Regions from separate parts of the Anser cygnoides genome. Here region 2 is linked to region 1. A link is a contact called in public Hi-C data. All regions are on one chromosome and are shown on one strand. Each heading gives the region's core, a stretch centred on a gene start, on an enhancer-like site or on the middle of the called end of the contact. The rest is flanking DNA. Distances are from core to core; before and after follow the strand shown. Region 1 holds the start of SCAF4 (SR-related CTD associated factor 4). Region 2 holds the start of CFAP298 (cilia and flagella associated protein 298).

The links. A called contact is a pair of places that touch in the nucleus more often than the background predicts.
Region 2: a Hi-C map of liver shows a contact between it and region 1, with 2.9 times the contacts expected there. The contact joins the promoter of CFAP298 here to the promoter of SCAF4 in region 1. A contact is called at or near these places in 3 of 7 Hi-C or Micro-C datasets (granulosa cells and liver).

What each region holds. Positions count from the first base shown.
Region 1 is chr1:112,687,373-112,693,393 of Taihu_goose_T2T_genome, forward strand. SCAF4 (SR-related CTD associated factor 4) reads right to left here and starts at 4,633. Exons shown (of 21, transcript XM_048071451.2): 1 at 4,331-4,633. The coding sequence starts at 4,360.
Region 2 is chr1:112,991,422-112,998,202 of Taihu_goose_T2T_genome, forward strand. It overlaps CFAP298 (cilia and flagella associated protein 298), which reads right to left and starts at 2,417. Exons shown (of 7, transcript XM_048071373.2): 1 at 2,156-2,417; 2 at 1,186-1,353. The coding sequence starts at 2,294. SYNJ1 (synaptojanin 1) reads right to left here. Exons shown (of 31, transcript XM_066978153.1): 31 at 2,592-5,700. The coding sequence ends at 4,846. It overlaps LOC136786476 (a long non-coding RNA gene), which reads left to right and starts at 2,459. Exons shown (of 3, transcript XR_010825232.1): 1 at 2,459-2,600; 2 at 5,541-5,723.

The DNA of each region.
Region 1 (6,021 bases), core at 3,383-5,882:
AAACTTATCTGCCTCTTTGGGTCAGTGCTATGTTCACTAGTCCGGCCTGTCTCCTGAGAAGCTTTTCATCTCATTTCTTCTCTTTCCAAGAATTTCCAATAGGACATCACAGCTTTCCATATTCTTGGAAACGGTTTAGTCCAGAAGAAACAGACACAGATCTTTCACTATCAGAATGACGATGATACTTCAACTAATGGGATGCAGTCATAAAAGCAACAAAGCAGCTTCTGTCCCCAAAGAGCTGCACACTACTTCTGCAATGATTCCAGTCTCCGTCACCCACTAAAGAAGGACTAAATTCTGCCTAAAACTCTAGAAGCACTCTCTTATCCTTCTTGTCCTCTACACCATCCAAACATCATTTGAAGGGCTGCTTGAGCAACTCTCCCAGGACACGTGGGAGACAACGCTCACTTAAAAATACACTCTGCAGCACCTTCTAGAATATAGGATATATTTTAGTCAGCTGCAACAGGCAGTAGCTTTCACCATTTTCTGAAAGAGACAAGGGGGGGGGGTGCAAAATGCACAGAAGTCTGTGACCTTTGTTTTTCTTCCAACCACAGGTATTGGCAGCTGTGTTCTTCCTGCTTTGCCATACATTAGAGGGAATCTAACCAGGATTCGTGAATTTCAGTAAATTGCTGAAGAACCACTGCAAAGGACATCCTGCTAACCTCTGTTTACAGGTATTGGGGTGGGGAGGGGAAGAACAGGGAGCAACAGAGAATATAGGTTACCCACATCTCGCTCACCAAAGTTAAAACCTTTGAATGCCACCCTCTCCATAGAGGGAGATGGAGCTTGCTGGCAAGGGCAAAATGAAGAAGAAAACAACTGGGGGGAAGGGGATTGTAACAGAATACGCAAAAGGTCGTCTACCACTAGCGAAAGATAGCTGTATGGAACAAAAATACAACTGACTGGTTCACTGACTAAAGATAAATGGTAAAGAAGAAAGCTGCAACTGGAACTTAAAATAAGCTGCCCACAAAATATCTATTCCATTTGCAGTCTAGGGGGATATCAACTGTTTTAGTGGTACAGATTACCTGCTACCAACCTGAGACATATGATTAAATGAATGTACTGCATTACTCAATACAAATGTAAGATTACAAAATAGCAGACTTGACTTTATCCCACTTCCACCAAGACCGTAAAGAAGTCTCTACCTCTGGTCTCAAACTTTTATAACCTTTAAGTTATCCCCCAATTTTTTCAGAGTAATGAAAAGGAAACATATATCCCCTAAATTCAAACATGATAAGGATTAAAACCTTTACAAACTGTGGCAGATGTGTTTTTGTTGTTTTAGGAAAACATTCACTTGCTTTCTTAAAGATGTATCTAAGTTTTGTACCATTATCAAATTACCTTTTGTGATTTACTTACGCTGCACTGTTAATGTAACAAACCATATACATCAAAAAATACACGAATTCTAACTCATTCTTCCAAGACACAATTTGAACTGATTTCCTCAGGGAAAATACACTATACTACATAACTGTCAAATCCTACCTATTCAGTTGGTAATATCTGCTCAGAGCGCAGCTGGATAAAAGTAAAGCTGCAAACACGTTCGCTGAATACAAAAAATGTGCCCGCTCATTAGAAAAATTAGAATTTCAGAGGCACACTGACAGGTAAACTTGCATTCAAAACAGAGGTACAAAGAACAGGACTTGAAGGAATGGGCAACACAATCAAACACGATCAAATTGCGCAACCCCTGTAAGTTACCACCCATCACCGGAGCCAAACTAATGGACTCGGAGTGTTCTTTTGTAGCTTGCCACAATTGCTAAGCACAACATGCAAGCTCAAAGCTCAGTATTTAAGTTTCACCTCACAATTCAGATGGGCAGCTAAGATCGCATACTTATCACAATTAGCTAACAGGCAGAAACTTGTTACTTCACTGCAACATGATCGTATACAGTCAGAAGCCTGTAACTCATAGGCCAAAACCTGAACTTCTGAGCGAAACCGGAGTCAGCCAAAACTATGAATGATTCGTACAGAACTTCAGGCAAAACAAACAGTACAGCTTGCACTAATAAGAACGTTGCTGGTGCTTTTCTCTTTTTTGAGAAGAAGATACCGATATAATAGCCCAGAGGATGCCTAATTTACATGACTTGAGCTTGGACCTCTCACCATTTCAGAAATCACTGTAATCACCAAACTTGCCCCCAAAATCCCAAAAGATCATACGACCACCTGAAGCAGTAGCTCACGTCTCCGCTGGCACACAGACTGGCTGAGAGCTGGCAGCTGCCACCTCCACACCAGAAGGGACAGCAAAGCTGGAAACGCCTCCCCTCTAGCACACATGGCAAGTCCAGAACCAAACTCAACGGCTGTTGCAGCTGAAGTTGCCATTATAAAACCACAAGTCCCTTTCTACAATGGTATTGTACAACTGTCAGACAGTATGTTGAGGAATCCTTGACCTACAGGGTATTTGGGGACAACCCTGATCTTTGTTGTTGAAGCTGTTTTACTCTCAATAAAATAACTATTCGACTAGCAAAGACTAATACCTCTGCTGTCCTTACGTCATTTATGCATTTTAAGATAGTCTTATGGACAAAATGAGTCCTCAAGCACTCGCCAGCCTGCCCTATCCCCACCACCCTGTGAAAATGTTGACAACTTTTGTAAAACTGCCCCTTCTCCGCTTTCAGTGAGAAAACCCACAAAAGGAGCAGTATTTAACGTAAATCTTTCCCTCCTCAAAATAAGCTTGAGCTGTTTCAAACTTTATTTTAATCTGCATTGTTTTGCATGCAGTTTCAGGCAGCATACATTCTGTAATGCTAAAAGGACAGCTGAAGAACTTTATGTTCTTAGCTAATACCATAAACACACCTTCTAAGAACAGCACAGTAATTACAAAAAAAAATAAATTTATTAACACTCTAACTTTATGCACAAGCAGTCCTACGGAACTACTCCTGTGTGCCAATGATTGCAGAAGAGGAGTTTTTCCAAGTAGTTTTCTTCTCCATAACTGACATTGAAATAAAATCCAGCGTTTCAATACCTTTCAGCTTACACAATAAATTACACAATAAATTTCTGATTGTATCAAACAAAATAATTATGCTTTTGCTTCATCTGAAAGGAGGATGCATTAATTAAAACATGCCTATTTCTAAAACTGTGGTTAGTCACAGGATACCAAGGCACACTAACGTCTCCTCCAAAGTCGCACATGCTTTCACCCCCAGATCAGCAAAAAAAAGTGGTTTTTATTGTATGAGAAACGCAAAGCACTACCTGTACAATTAAGTTTTATCAGGTAGCATCATTTTGAAATGAATGAGGTAAAAGCAATCATCTGCTAGAATTTGTTTATATTTAGTCAGCTAAGAATATTTCTGCGCTCTGCATGAAAACTGAAAATGCAGCACGTGTGCCATTCTGCTCCAATGTATTTGGGAAGGTTTTTTGTATGCTTTTTTGTACGACTGGTTCAACATGTAGCATGCACAAATGAAAGAAATTGTTAGAAGGACGCACGTGCTATCTATTTTTTACTTTGTACTGTTATATATATGTATTTTTGTTAACAAAGAGTGGATTTTTGGTCGAGTGTGTATGACAAGCAGTTAGTTGCAGGGAGTGAACTTTACACAGCATGACTTCATCACATGAGGGTAGCCTGCCATTTTTCTCGATTCCGTTCAGCAAACACGCACGGCAACCTTCAAAATGCACTAAACGCTCCGGGATAGGTCCTGGCTTAGTTTGAACTGGTTAGTCGCGAGGAAGATAGGCACGTTCTGTAGCCCATACCTGACCTGCAACAGTCAAATCTGCAAAGTGAGGTCTAGCTGGGAATTGGTTTAGGCCGAAAAGTTTATAAAATAGGGGCTGAAGCGTTTCCTTCCACAACACGCAAAGCCAGCCGTTGTCCATTTTGTTCCAAACCCTGGCTGGCTGAGTAAAGAATCACAAAAAGCCACCAGAGGCCGACGGGGGCCTTCTGTTTGCGAGGGGAGAGGGCTCCGAGCGCCTTTCCAGCCTGCCCCCACGCCGGGGCAGCCCCCCAGCCCCCCGCCGCCTTCCCCCCTCTCCCTGTCCCACCCTGCCGGCCTCCACCTCCGCCCCGACCTCCCCTCACCCCCCGCAGGCCGCAGCCCGGGCGTTACCGGGCCCTTCCCCAGCGCAGGCCGCGGGCCGGGCCCGCGCGGCCCAGAGCCGGAAACCGAGCGCCGAGGGGAAGGCGGGGGGGGGGGACAACGATGGCGGCCGTGCCCCCCTTCCCTCCTTCCTCCTCCCCTCCGCCGTGCCCCCGCCGCCCCCCGGCTCCCACCTCCTGGTTGAAGGCGTTCACGGCCTCCATGTTGGCGGCTGGCTGCTGCGGGCGGGCGGGCGTCCGCGCGGGGGAGGGGCGGCCGGGCGCCGCTCAGGGGCTGCGCGCGGGCATGGCCGTTGGGCGGCCCCCCCCCTCCTCTTCCTCCTCCTCCTGCCCCCTCCCCTCCCCGTCCGCCTCCTTCCCGCCTCCCGGTGCGGCGGGCAGGGCCCCGTCCGTTGCCCGTCGGCTCCCAGCGGGATGGCGGAGCCCCCACGCCGCGCGCGGCACGCCGGGATGGCGACACGGCCCTGCCGGCAGGGGAGGGGACGGAACCGACGGGAGCGCGCGCCGAGGCGGCGTCACGTGACCCGCGGCCGGGGGAGCTCCCCGGGCGCCGCCATGTCAGCGCCTCGCCCCGCCCCCGGGGAGGGGAAATGGCGGGGAGCGGGGGACGCGGGGGGGGGGGGGATCGGTGTGAGGGGAGAAAGGAGTGGGTCTTTCCGTGCTTACCCTTGAAAAATTGCCCTTTAAAAAAAAAAAAAATCCCGTAATTGTGTCTTATAGGTTGTCTAGAAAGAACTGAGGAACCGCCGCTTGTTGGTGTGTTTTATGTGGTGGGAGAAGCTACACCGGTCGTCCCACACATCGAGCAGCCTCTCAGTTCTGTCCCAAACTCAAGTGTTTTGCACCAATAAAAGCATGGGTTAATCAATGATTACATTCACACCAAGTGTGGAGCTAATGTTCATGAGAAAACCATACATCCTACCAGACGTGGTTTCAAGGACAACACATGGCTACGGCACCTATTAAAGAGCACCCTTACTAAGCGCACTGTTAACTCACAGAAGATCACAGAATCATCTAGGTTGGAAGAGACCTCCAAGATCACCCAGTCCAACCTCTGACCTAACACAAGTCCTCAACTAAACCCTATGACTAAGCTCTACATCTAAATGTCTTTTAAAGACCTCCAGGGATGGTGACTCAACCACTTCCCTATAGCGATGCATTACTACTGTTAGCGATTTGAAATTCGTATAGTTCCACGTGATATGCTATGTTCTATCAGTTCACTCTGATACATCAGCTAGGGAGTGTAAATATTATTTAATTCTTTAGTCTGATACATCAGCTAAGGAGTAAATTCAACTGTTCGGTCGGATACGTCATCTAGGGAGTAAATTGGAAAGGTGGGGATGCAGGGTGTCACAGAAATCTCACAGAAAGTATATTTAGCTTTATTTAATGTTCCGCAATTGGACTCTGCCTGGTATTCAATTGATTTTTTAATAAAATGCAAATTGCTTTTAGGAGTCTCCTTCCTCCTCCATCAATACATGGCTGTTCTGGAATTAGTCCTCTTTAAAAACAAGTATTATACAATTCAAGTTAAGAAAACTGACAGGAATGAGACCTCTTGTTCTCAGACTATGAAACCTCTAAAGCACAGTTTGAATACAGCTGTTATTCAGAGGAATTTTTAAAATAGGCTCTAGTAGCAAATGGAAAGCTCTTCCATATGCCACTAATTTCCATAGGTTGAAATCAAAAATATCGAAAGCCCTAGCTTTCATAGTCCTTTCTGAGAAGATGGAGAAGAATAGAAAAGGAAGGTAATACTGTCCTTCCAGTGTCAATGTCTTTGCTGTGAGATTTTTTTTGCTAGTTTCAACATGGCACGTTGCCTCATGAGTAGCTTTTACTAC
Region 2 (6,781 bases), core at 1,167-3,666, 300 kb after region 1:
TTTGTTGATATTAAAAAGCTGTCTACCCGCTAACACATAAATGCCCAACTATGACTACAAGTAAGAGCGGTACTACCCTTATGCTAAATTTGCTTGTAAATTTTTAGTATAAGGCTTGACACTGCTCACAACCATGCCAAACTCTGAAGCAAAATGCCCCAAGGTGTGCAAGAGAGGCTTGACCACTTGTGAGAACACAGGCAGGAGGGAAAACATTTAGGTATATTGTAAGCTCTTAATGAAGCTCAGCACGAGCTTAAGCTTGATTGGACAATGTGTTGCATTAGAAGAATTATTTTCCCCAAAACAAAACATTTGGAATAAGCTGCTTGTGCATGCCACATTAAGGCTAAATTATTCCAAGAGTCCTCCGTAATTGAACTGCCTGTAATCAGCATCTAAAGGGCTGCCGGCCTGGCAGGGGCTGTTGTGGTGTCGGGGTAGCAATAACGCAGCCAGCTCGAAGATGGTCACAGCCAGCCCTCGTGCCCCTGGCCCTGAGGTGGCAGGGGAGCAGTGCTCGATGCTTGTACCAGGTGCGAAGGCAACAGCACAATTTGCAGAAAGAAAAAGAGGCTTACTGAACTCACTCATCTAAGTCGCAGTCAATACGAGAACTGAGAGATACTAGAAGAACAACCTAACCTATTAACTCAAAGCACCTTGGAGACTCTGGAGAAAAACAATACACAAGTATGCATTTACAAACAGGGAGAATAAATTGAAGCAAAATAGTTACTCTCCCTTCTGGCAACTGCTTGCTTATTTTTGGAGTTTACTTCCAAGCATTACAGTTGCAAAGTTAAATAGCACCTGTGCCAAAGAGATACAACACCATCTAGGCTTTTACATCAATGTTACACTAGGTCCTAATCCAGGATTTATGTAAGTAACTGATCGTTTAGCTGATTTATTGTGAAAAAAGGCTCTTAAATAGCTACTTACATAACAAATCTACAACTGCCTTTAATATAGTGTGTCTATACAACGATCATTGTAATTAGCAAAGAAACATTAGATGGCTAACAGGCTGCCTGATATCAAACGCGTACTAAGTATTGACTTAGTTTTCTTCCAGGACAGTGAGGTGAAAATTAAGCTCAGAATCATGGTTTTCATGTTCCTCATGATATCACAGATTATTTATGCTTACAGGAAAAAAGCAAACATCTGGGCTCTATTTACCATGTCCATTTCTTCGTCCAATTTCATCCTTCTTGAAGACACTCCCACCACTCGGTACGCACTTTTCTGCCCACTCATCCTTTAACTTCAGTTCTTCAATTTGCTCTTCCGTCAGTCCTTGCATATTAAGCGGCAAGTAAACACCATGCTCTGCCAGCTCCTCCATCTCTTTAAAGCGTTTAGAGCACAAGGTTAGAAATGTCTGTCACTGAGAATACAGCATTTAGAAACACCCTTTTGGATGATGTACATGCAGAAAACCTTACTGCTAGGCTTCAGTTTTTAAAGAACTAAGTATATGAAAATAATAATAAGTATATATCTATATAAATACAGTGTATATATATAAATACATGTTAAATAGAGATATATATTATAAATATGTATATACGCACAGTAATTACATTAAAATTCATGTTCTTCACATATACATGAAACAGTAACAAGTGAAACAAGGCTAGGTATGCAAACCTAGATGATACCAGATGATCTTGAAGGTCTTTTCCAACCTTAGTGATTCTGTGATTCTCTCCTTGCTGGCCATGAACTTTTTCTTACAGGTATTTCACGAGTCAGCGTTAGCTGACTGCATGTTCCTTTTTCCAAATACTTTTGGGAAAGCAACTTCTTTCAGAAGGGGAAAACGTTTTACTGTTACACAGCAGTACACCTCTTCACACTTGGGAAAATAAGCATCCTCTGTCTTTGGTTCTGGACCAGAACCATGGGGTCTGACTGTCTCCCGGTGCGAACCAAGAAACAAACCCAAGTCTCTGCAATCATTTCTGCCCGATCAAGAGACGCCGGATGGGAGCAGGCCAAGGTGTTTACCCGGCGGGGTAGCCACTGGTTACCGCCGCCTCCCAGCTGCAGCTCCCTCACCCTCCGCCCTGCCCTGAGGCCCCCGACCCGCAGCCGGCAGCCGCCGCTGCCCCTCACGGCGGCAGGAGGGCGGGATAGCGGCCGGTACCTGAGCACAGCCGCTGCACCTTCAGCCTCCCGTTGTAGATGCGGGCGACGAGGGGCGCCAGCTCGGCCAGGCGGGCGCCGCAGGCCGCCTCCAGCAGGAACTGGCTCTCGTCGCCGCGCTTAACGTGCAGCCGCACCATGGCGGCACCCGGCGGCCCCTCACGGCCGCGGCCCCTCACGGCCGGACCCGCGGCGGCCCCTCACGGAGACGGCCCCGGCGCCGCTCTGCGCATGGCCGCCGCCGGTGGCTGTGGCCGTTATGGCGGTCGGGGCGGGGGGAGACAAAATGGCGCCGCCCCCGAGGCGCCTCCTCAGCCGCGTTTCCCCTCAGCCTGGTCCCCGCCGCCCGCCCAAGGAGGGCGAGGGCGATCCCGGCTTCAGGGCAGGGGCTGCACCTGTAAGTGGCTATGTTACAAAGAGAGAGAAGGGAAAGTTGGTACGGGCAGGTATGTTTATTTCGTTAATGCAACACCGCCTTCCACAGGGTATATACGGCATGGTGTACGCCACTGAGTTTCAATACTGCGGTTCTGTAAAGTATACAGCCATAAATATCGTGTGTCACAAGCAAGAAAACTGTTACATTTAACAGAGCAATTTACCACAGGGAACACAGGAGTCATGAGAAGGTGTTGAGCATCTCTATGCTGAATCCTTAGTTGTCTCACATCTTCTGCTAGTAATTCGTTTCGTTAATACACGTTACGGTGGTTAGCTATATTTACACACACGCTCTAGTTTTGGAGCAGTTCTTGTGATCTCTGCAGTATGTTGCTGTCAGTCTCCGTAATCCTGTATAGTGCAGAGGTGCTGTATACCAGGTACGTTTTAGTTTTTAATCACTGTAATTGAATATTCAACAAAGAACATATTTATCACGTAACTCCCACTAGGAAAAAGTTTCCCCCCAAAGTTGTTTTGCTAATGTAAGAATATACCAAAACACCGATCACACAGATGTTTATAGCAACAGTGTAAAACAAGGTAATCCACATACTGAAGCACAAAGATTAGAGTACCACGGCTGTTTAAAATGTGCAAGTACTGTTTAATGAGCCGAACAGAAAAAAGCACAATATAAAACTCACGATAGTCACTTCTCTACCCAGCTGCAGCTCATGGCCAACCAGTGTGAAAGGAAGAGTGGATTATTTTATAAATAATGTTTTGATAGCGTTTGAGAATTTTGAAAAAGTACTGTCGTTCTGAATTTTACTACTATAACGCCAGTATGTTGAGTTTCAGTCAGTGGTTCTGCAGAACCAGTACAGTTTGTTTGCAAGTAAGCCAATGAGCATAGGCAGGCAGTTGCAGTCCCCCAAGAGATGACAACATCGTGACACGTTCAGCTTTTGGTGAAAGCACACATCTGCATGTGGAAGTTATGTCCCAGGACACTGCAAATTGTAAGGAAATCAGTAGTTTTAAATTTCCTCAAGATAATAAAATACTACATTTTATGTAATTTCGTGTGAGCTTTAGAAAACATAAAAGCACAGAGTTGTATTTTTATAGAATAATATGTAAAACTGCAACTTAGCCTTTGCTAGCCTCAAAGCAGCACCACACACAGGATGGTCACCGTCTCTGGGGAACAAAGGGTCACGTATTTAGTATAACTGCAAAAGCAACTGAATGATAACATTCATCTCAGAGAACTGCTGTTCTCTTTTCTTTGAAGGCGAGATTTTTGACAAATGCAGCAGTAAGTACAGTAGACAGGAAGGATGGTGGGAGGACAGCCCAAACATGTAAGGTGACTTTCTCCTCTCATGTTGTACTATGACCGCTGATTCTTTCACCCGGGGCCTTCTATAGGACAAGAAAGCCCTTCCAACATGTGAAAGAAGACGGTGGGACAAGCTAATGGTAATATGTTGTCTGTAACTGGTAAAAGACTGCTTTATATATATATATCAAGATTCAAGGGGATTTTTTTCCAGAGGTTGAGGGAAAACTTATGTCAATTGTTTCCAATTTGTGGGGGGTAAAAAAGTATATTTAAAATAGTACGAATAAGTGGATGATATGGAACGATTACTCTGAACTAATGCTAGTCAATATATGTGACAATAATATTTAACAGCTGAAATGTACTGACACAGAAAATTGAAGTAGTGAATATATTAATACACAAAACATTGTTTGTATTTTGAAATTAAACTATTTCTGTTGTGCCTCAAATTCAAATATAAGCCTTACAAATCTCCATAGCCTCTGTTATAAATTAAACAACTTCTAAACAATACTTGTCAACATTCAAATCTCAATAAACTTTGGCAGCTCTTTGGTAAATACTTATAAATATCAATTAACAAAACAGTAAAAAGGGAGTGGGAAGGCTACCAGCAGGGAGCCTCTTTTGAAATTCCACAAAGGGGAACAGAAATGAGAGCTCCCTAAGCAAAAACTATTTCCAAGGTTGGTATATTTTATTGAGATTAGTAGCTCATCCTTCTTTTTCTGTCTATTCAAATACTATTACATTGGGATTTTAATAAGTTTCAGACAATTTTTTGTGCTCTACCATATATACATATTCAAAATTTATACACAAATAATAGTGGCTGCTTATGAGTAAAGTTTCAGTGCATTTGACAATTAATTATTGCACACAGAATAATCTCAAATGCCCAATTATTCTACTGGATAAATCTAGCAACAAATATATCCTCTTATATTTTTGAACACCTATCTTTCTGTAAAATCTTGCGTTGGTGACACCTTAGGTGCCGAAGAAGAAGTGAAAGGATCTGCAGGGGATCTGTTGCTGGTTATTCTTGATGGTATAGGAGGTGCAGGTGGTCTTCTTGCTGGCATTGTATAGAAGCAATCAGTAGAACTTTTATTCCAGTCAATATCAAAGTTAAAGTCTGAACCAATAAAAGTATTTTGTTCAGTGCCCAGCAAATCTGGAGATCCAGCTGACTTCCTGGAACCGATTCGCTTAAAATCTGGAACACTTTTAGATGGCTTTAGCTTTACACTGAAATTCTCCTCCTCCTCAAACGTTACCCATCCTTTTGGCTGTACATTTTTTACCATGAGAGAGTTACTTCGCAAGCAAAAACTGTTTTCAGATGCATCAACAGAAAATACAGGCTTGCTCGTATTACGACTGGGGGGATTTAGGGAAGGGAAAGGATTGAAAGCAGCACGTCCTTCCAGTAAATGTGAAGTTAATTCAGATTCTTGGGTTTCTGTTCTAAATGGGTTTCCAGCATTAACGGTTCTTTCAGTGAATGGATTTGTGCAGTTCAGTCCAGTAACAAATGGATTTGGAGAGCTGCGCATATGTTCCTGGGATGCGTTAAAGGTTGGAGTAGGAGGCATTGCTGGCATGCAATTTACAGTATTCAAAATATCATAATTTCTTTGTGTTGCAGAAGGTAACTGCATCAACTCCTTTTGGTTTGAAGTTGGAACGGTTGATGTTCGAACAGATGTCTGCATCTTTGATACAAGCAGCTTAAATGACAGATCTTCAAAAGGGTCACTATTTAACTGTGTTTCGAGTTGAGTGCCATAGGTTCCATTTGTTTTAATCTGGAAAGAAAACAAAGTGCTTAGTAAGTCACGTGGCTGTCTGTTTTTAATATTACTAACTCCCCATTTCTCAGTTCTATGAGAACAAAAGAAGCTCTCGGTATTAAATGAAAACTTCAATACAATTTGGTTACAGTTATTTTTACAAGTCCATCATGCAAGTTGCTTCTTTTCTGGAAGCCACTAACTCTCAGCCCCTTCTCTGAAGTAAAGCTTACTGGCTGTTAAACACAAGTCCCCTCTCGTCCCCCCAGCCCATGCCATCAGTTCATGCAGCTCAGAATCCTGGCCAAAAGCACGAAAACACAAAAGGCATTGTATCAGAAAATCTTTGAGAAGCTTGGGCAATTACGCTATATTCTAAACAAGTGATAACGCAGCACAGACGTGAAATGAAAAGCTCTAGGTCTCACTGTTGGAAAGGTTCTAACACTGATGTTACAAGCAATATTTGCGCATCACAATGAAAGGGAAAATTAGTGTTATTAGTATATGCACATTAGGCATTTCTGTAGGCTTCTCTGGTGTTTCTTGATGTGTGAAGCTAAAATCAACAGCTTTGTAGGGAGGAGGAAGGACTTTCTTTTAAAACACATTACTATTTTAGAAAGGCAAGTTACCATCATTTAGAATAAGACTAAATGGAAAAGCCAGTTTTGTCCATGCAACTTCTTAAAACCAAAATATTCCTGGTTTTATAAATTTCTTCAAACAACAATGTAACTTTTATACCTTGTTACAACTGTCCAGAAAAGGTAGAATATTATCTACAGTTTGTTCAAGTCATGACACTGACAGAACAAAGTTTGGAGTTCCACCTTACTAAGCAAAAGCAAAGCAATTAAGTTTCTGAGAATTCAAATTTCACAAACAACTTTGTCATTTTAACGCATTGTTTTAAAATACCCAAACATTTATACCTTTAGCATGAAAATTGCTAACAAATGTTTTGTTGAAGTAGGATGCTAGCTAAAATTATCAACTAAAGTACAATATTATAATAGCCTAACCTCAGTCTTGTTGTTTTTATTGCATTTATTCTCCATAGTCTGAAGCATGTCTCCACACATCCACTTACCAA